2 separate regions of the Mus musculus genome follow, and region 2 is linked to region 1. A link is a contact called in public Hi-C data. All regions are on one chromosome and are shown on one strand. The core of a region is the stretch at or near the end of the contact, and the rest is flanking DNA. Distances in the headings are between cores, read along the strand shown. Region 1 overlaps Gm33720 (a long non-coding RNA gene). Region 2 holds the start of Wnt11 (wingless-type MMTV integration site family, member 11).

Region 1 (3,237 bases), core at 378-2,877:
CTTAGGGACCCCACAGATCAAAGCTGGTAGGGGAGGGAAGGTCATTGCATCCCCCTGGGAGGCTGGAACAGGTGGTCCCAGGCTCAGGACAGCTGCCCTAAGGCACCCTCTATTACCACCCTCTATTCCATCACCCATCCCTTCTGCTTAACAGTGAAGCTAGATGTCTGTCCCAGGCAAAAAGGGGCTGAAGTTGGGGGCTCCAGAGCTGGTGTATGTGGGTATGTGGGTGATTACTAGACAGCCACGTGCCACGTGGGTGGCACACCTAGACGTCTCTGTGGGTCTGAGTTTGGACCACTCTAACGTGATTCCACAGAAGTAGTTGACCCTGTGTATTTGTTGTTGTTTGGTCGGTTTTGCTGTTGTGTGGCTTTTGTTTTGTTTTGTGTTGTTTTGTTTTGGAGTTGTGCTTGTTTGATTTGGATGTTTTGAGAGAGGGTCTCAGTATGCCGCCCTGGCTAGCCTGTAACTCCCTATGTAGACCAGGCTGGCTTCAACTTTGCAGCATCCCTCCTGCCTCTGCCTCCAGAGTAGAGAGTACAGGCGCATGCCACAGCACTTAGTACCAATGGACATTTTCCTGGATACTGACTAGAAGTCCTAGGTCAAGGCACAAGCAGATGCATGACCACTGAAGGCCTCCTGCTGGCTCAAACACAGCCATTTGCAGTGTGTCACGTGATGGAAAACAGAAAGGAAACAGGCATTCCCATTTCTTATTTTTATTTTTTTACATGTATTTGTGTGTGTGTGTGTGTGTGTGTGTGTGTGTGTGTGTGTGTGTGTGTGTGTGTTTAGGGAAGATGGGTCAGAATGCCATGGCAGGCATGTGGAGGTCAGAGGACATCTCTCAGAAGAATTCAGATTATCAGGCTTGACAGACAGCACCCTTACCCAATGAGCCCTCTCCTGGGCCCAAACGTCTCTTCCTAAAGGGGCACTAATTTCATCACGAGGGCTCCACCCATGACATTAATAATCACTTCCAAAAGCTCCGCCTTCGATCACATTGGTGATTACATGGACCACCAAGTGACTTCAGGGAGATGCAGTCCTACAGTCAATAACAGTGGAGTATCTTTCCAGCTCGCCTAACCTTACACCACCTGAGAGGCAAGTGCTGGCACCATCCTCTGTGGCAGAGGGGACTAGAAGCAGCCCAGTGGCCCACAAAGTCAAGAGTAGCACCTAGGGGCCCAGAGGGCAAAGCTTATGGTTTGCTCATGACCACACTCAGCTGTCTCCACCTTCCTCCACAGAGTAGGAACTGAAGTCCCAAGAGGGCAACTGCTATATGGAACTGCCCAGCCTGTCTGCTGAAGAGCCTGGCCCAAGTCCAGGTGAGTGGAGCCGAATCCCCCTATTGAGGCCTGGCCTGGCCAAGGCATCCAGAAACACAGGCCCTCTTCAGGGCCAGCTGGAAGAGCTTCAGAGGCCCTGAGCTGGGAGAGGTGGGAGAGGCAGGTAGCTTGGCCCTTCCTCAGGGACAGATCCCAGCTCCACTGCCTCTCTGAAGGAGACTGGGCAGAGGTGGGGGCTCCAGCCTCCCTGGAATGGAATGTGCATTGTCCCCAGAACTTGGATTAGGAGTGTGATCTGGGGAAGGGCTGAGAACAATGGGGACCCAGGGGAACTGTTTCTCAGATAGACAGGGCAGGGCAGAGAGGGGCAGGCTGGGTAAGGCCCTGCCTGAGTGCAGGTGATTCATTGAGACCACAGAATAAATGAGAGCCCCCCCCCCCCTTTTCTCCACAGAACCCAGGCACCAAACCCAGGAGGATGCTGGGACATCAGAGGACGTCTGGAGCTCCTTCCCTCATAATTGGAACTGCCCAGAAGCCATATGGGAAGAGCTTCGGGGAAATTATGACACCATTTCACAGACAGACACACTGAGGCCCAGGGGCATGGGTTTATCACAGTCAGTCCACAAGCTAGGGTTTTTGCTATAAACTCTAAGAAAATTGTCCTTGAGCTTCCATTTTGAGTCCTTTCTTAAATTACTAAGGAAACTAAGAAGCTCAAAGGGCGTCCTGATTCCCCCTGTAAAACATACCCCTATTTTAGCATTTAGAATTCCTTCTGGTCAAAAGACTAGAGTATCTGGCTTAGGTGGATACGGAACATTTCAGTTAGGCCAAGTCCTTCAATTTAGCCAAGGGACCACCCCTGAGAAGGGGGTGGGGTGGGGCCGGGGGGGGGGCTCACCTTAAGCTATGCTAAAGAGATAGATGGAATAACTAGTTCTTTAATGAGATAGGTACCTTTGCTACCACAACCCAAGCCACCATTAGTGTAGTAGCCAAGGGGCTATAGCTGTTGGATATTCAAACCACTCAAGTGTGAGGAAAGGGTTTCCCTGCTGTGGACTCCCTTTGTAAATGTTAATATACTTTGTAAACTTTGTATCCTTTGTAAAGGTTGCAAATCCTCAAAGCAGGAAAGTGGCTAGCACCCTCCCCCACCCCCAACCGGAGGAGCTCCAGCAGCCAGGCCCCTCCCATAGGCAACCACTCCTGGGCTCTGAGACACAGGAGCCGAGGAGCCACCCACCTCTGAGGTGGGGCAGTGTTCCAGTACACCCTAGACCCTCCAATAAATCTCTTTTTATGAAATTTGCTGCCTGGTGTGACTCTCTTGTCAGAAGAAGACAAGAAACAATGAGGCAAAGAAGGGAAGGAGGAAGAGAAGTCGCTGAGCTGAGCGGAGCTGAGGCTCCTAAGCGTCTCAGCTCAGCTGGGGGCAGCAGCGCCTCTGCTGAGGAAACTTCCTCTCAGAGCTCTGTGGTTCCTGGGCTTCTGAGTCCCAGGACACCGTCCATGTAAGCAGAAACAACAGCCATATAGCATCTATGTCTGCCCATTTTCCGAATCATTCAGAAAAGTGTAACTTCTCTTCTCCTTTCCACCTCTTTTCTAAGCATTGTTTCTTTTTAGGCTTTCCCTCCAACATTTCTGCCTTCCTTCCTCTTTGTTTAAAGCCTCTCTGCCACCATGGGGCTGCCTGTCTGCCATGTATCTGACCTCCCTACCAGCTTACGTCGTGTGGCCTTTTCTCTTCCCCTCTCCATTCCTACCCTCTGGGCAGTTGTGGGGGGTTACAGCTTGCCAGCCATGGGGTTTTTGCTATAAACTCTAAGAAAATTGTCCTTGATCTTCCATTTTGAGTCCTTAATTGAGTTCTTAAATTACTAAATTAGGAAACTAACTTCTCTCCTGATTTCCCCTGTTTCAT
Region 2 (3,281 bases), core at 485-2,984, 69 kb after region 1:
ACCGACTGCTGTGCGGTTTGGGCCACCCTTCCTCTCACTGGGAGTCGTATATTGATACCCCGGTGTAAGTCCTTGAGATTCCTTCTGCGACTTAGCGATCCCTTCCCACTTAGAAACTCTGGGTGCCTTCGGGGATCCCACACTTTAAGTGGGAACAAAGAGACAATGACTGGTGTTTTGAGGCCCCCCCCCTCCTCTGCGATCTGATCCTGCAGACATTTTTCTGATTTGGGGGAAGTGTGCAAACTTCCAACAGGGAGGGAAAGATCTGGATACGGAAGAGGTAAGAGGAAGATTCGGACTGCACCAAAAATCCCGTTGAGACCCCAGCTTGGAGTCGTGTTTGTGCCAAGCATTTCAGACTTGGGGGACTCTGTGAAGGGGGGGGGGTAATTCAAGGTTTTCTGCTTGAATTCCTCTGGATTCTGCCAGAAGGCCCCAGAAAACTATGACGTTTCAAACGTGTGTGTGTGTGTGTGTGTGTGTGTGTGTGTGTGTTCAAGCCTGTACATTTGAAACACACAGGCGTGCATAGGCTACACAGGTATGTATAATAATAGCGGATACAGAGAGAAGATCAGACGAAGATCAGAAAGCTGGAGTCCAGGTCTTTGCTTTTTAATAAAAGGGAAAACTTAGGCTGGGGTGGTTGAGGAATTGCCCAAACTCACAGAGCCAGATGAGAACCGCTCTTCCCTGTTCCAGAGACCCCCCCCCCCCCAAGTCTGGCACCTCCTTCCTCAGACTCTGTAGACCCTTTTGGAAGGAATCCCTTTGTCCTTGCTGCTCCAGAGAGGAGAGGGGCTGTGTATGACTCGGGGCGAATGCCAGGTGTTGGTAAATTTGGGAGAAGCCTGGAAGGGAGTTAATGAGGTGAGAATGATGAGAAGGGAGTCAAGCCTCAGAAAGCAGCTCCGCAGGCTGCAAGCGGGCGGGGTGGCGGCTCCTCCGCGGCCCTAGCTCGCCGCCTGGCGGTCCCAGAATCAACCTCTTGCAGGCCTGGAGCTTCCCTGCTCTGCTAGGGAGCTTTGGCGCTGCCTCGTCCGGACCGAGGCACTGAAGTGGCAAGTCTGAAGTAGCTCTTCAGGCGCTGGAGATGCCTCAGTGTGTAAAGAGCACCCACCTCCACCCCATTTTTGCAGTTTCCCCTTCCCTTACTGGAAAGTAGGTGCCCAGAAATAGCACCGTCTTCTGTGTTCTCCCTGCCCTTAGCTTACCCGGCACAGGTAGACAAAATAGCTCAACAGCCCAGCACCAGACGGGTGCTCACTAACTGAACAGCCTAACAACTAACTGAACAGATGTTTCCACATCTCTGGGCCTCGGTTTCCTCATCTGAGATGGATGGAGTGACAATACCCATCACAGGTCTGAGAGGAGTAAAGATGGCTGGCTACACTGGGAGACTGTTCTCTGTAAAAGGAGAATTCTGCTCAGATCACCCCATTCGCAGATGAATAAACTGTAGACTCATTAAAGCTGCAATAACTAATAATCGATATCGTGGATTAGTATAGGAGCCTAAATCATATTCCGGATCAGTTCCTCTCCTTGCGGTCGCTACGTCAGTTGGTTTTCGCGCTGCTGCTGGTGGTGGGGTCTCCTCCTTGCGGTCCTCTCCAGACTCTCTGCTGGGTCTCCCGAGAACCTCCTATCTGCTTCACCCTGTCCTTCCTGGGCCGCTCAACCCTGATCTGCCCTGGGCGACACGCCCTCGGCCGCGCTAGGGTCTCACCTAATCCGAGCCTGACGCCGGCGGGTCTCGGGCGGTTCGGGGAGAGAGCGGACTCCTTCCTCGCTCAGCCTCCCCGGCCCGACCCCTCCTTTGTAATTTGAATAAAACGCCTCCCAGCCCGCGCGCCGCCTTAACCCGCCGCCCTGTTCTCCGTGATTGCAGGCGGCGTGCGCGCAGGAACAGCAGCGGTGGCCTGCAGGCGGCGGAGTTCGGTGCGGCTCCTGCAGGGTGCGACCCCCGGGAGCGCCGGGCGCGCGCGACGATGAGGGCGCGGCCGCAGGTCTGCGAGGCTCTGCTCTTTGCCTTGGCGCTCCACACCGGCGTGTGCTATGGCATCAAGTGGCTGTAAGTAGGACTCCGTTTTCACTCCAATGGGCCATTGGGCGAGAAGCTGGAGAGGTTGGGTGAGCCCACCAAAATCTGCGAGGCTAAGTTGGCTTGGGCGTCGTGGGCGAGCCGTTCTTAGCTCGGCGACTTCTTCTGTGATATGCTGTTCTTACCCTCCGCGGGCTTGCGAAGTGGGTGAGCGGATTTTCTCATCCAGGCCAGGGTTGCTCAAAGGCCAGTGAGGGACTAGGGAAACATCCTCTCCAAGTGGCACAACTCAGAGAGAGTCTGCTCAGTTCAGGACACAGGGTCCAGTTCGGGATCATGGCCTGTCAGCCTCCAGGAGGTCTGCTAAGAGAGTTTTGACCCCTTCCACCTGGGGACCTTGGGGGAAGTGTCACCTTCTGGGGCCTCCGAGTACTCGGTCTGTCAGAAGGATAGTTAGTACCGGCTCCTTGGGATCTGATTGGAGACTCCCTAAAGAGCTGCTGAAGGTCCGAAGCTAAGGGATGTCCTGGAAGGATAAATGGTCGCTGGGGGCAATTTTCCTGGTTTCCTCGTGCAGTGCTAGTTCCTCCTGTGGTGGCTGCCGTAGGCAGTGTGAAAGGAGTGGGATATGGGGAAAGGCAGCCCCTTCCTGAAGGATCTGTCCCTGGGCTGGGAGAGATAAGCCCGGGCTGTAAATAACTTTCCAGGGGTTGTAAGAGTGGAGGCTCCGGGGCTCGGAGGAGGGCAGCCTGGTTGGGTCACCCATGAGGGTTACAGAGATTTTCTAGAGGCTGCCACTTTTGGCTGCACAAGTGAGGAGTTTGGCAGGTAGGAGATATGGAGGACACTCTCAGAGTACAGTGCCCGGAGTGGGAGAGTCAAGAACAGGAATGTGTCTGCCTTGCTCAGGTCATGGTTAGGGAGCCTGCAGATCAAACAAGGGATTGATAGATTATGGGCACTGAAGAGGGTCGGTCCAGGAATTCGCTTTGAAGAAGGAATTACTGCAACACACTGAACCTCTGGAAAACTGGAGGTTCCTGGTCCAGCCTTTTCTGGTGCTGAGTTCTTGATTAAATAATTCGGGAGGGAAATCCCATCTTCTTGTACTTCTGGTTTACAAGAAAGGGGGTCTGTCCTGGGCCAGGCTCCTTCGAACCTCCTCCTGCTGCTGTCAGGCACTCTTGCTTATTGGGCTGGGCACAAGTCAGTGAGAGAAGCCCCTTCAGCC

Evidence for each region. A called contact is a pair of places that touch in the nucleus more often than the background predicts.
Region 2: a Hi-C map of bone marrow-derived macrophages shows a contact between it and region 1, with 59 read pairs. The contact joins the promoter of Wnt11 here to the enhancer-like site in region 1. A contact is called at or near these places in 18 of 39 promoter capture datasets (the 3T3-L1 cell line, the C10 cell line, the HPC-7 cell line and 12 more), 2 of 15 datasets of contacts at CTCF or cohesin (embryonic stem cells and pro-B cells), 44 of 484 Hi-C or Micro-C datasets (B cells, the BV-2 cell line, the C2C12 cell line and 30 more), 25 of 115 datasets of contacts at active chromatin or transcription factors (Th17 cells, bone marrow-derived dendritic cells, bone marrow-derived macrophages and 14 more) and 3 of 9 other capture datasets (adipose tissue, liver and pancreatic islet).

The regions. Positions count from the first base shown.
Region 1 is chr7:98,767,969-98,771,205 of GRCm38.p6, forward strand. It overlaps Gm33720 (a long non-coding RNA gene), which reads left to right. Exons shown (of 3, transcript XR_378355.1): 2 at 1,263-1,343; 3 at 1,759-1,873. Among named protein-coding and RNA genes, the nearest start is that of Gm33720, 6.6 kb to the left of the region's middle. Within about 2 kb of position 1,628, at least 67 of the 459 cell types and tissues checked have an H3K27ac peak or open chromatin away from gene starts, as enhancers often do. A contact at or near this core is called in CD8 T cells, the HPC-7 cell line, Th17 cells and 9 more, where this site is marked.
Region 2 is chr7:98,837,111-98,840,391 of GRCm38.p6, forward strand. Wnt11 (wingless-type MMTV integration site family, member 11) reads left to right here and starts at 1,735. Exons shown (of 5, transcript NM_009519.2): 1 at 1,735-2,080. The coding sequence starts at 1,998.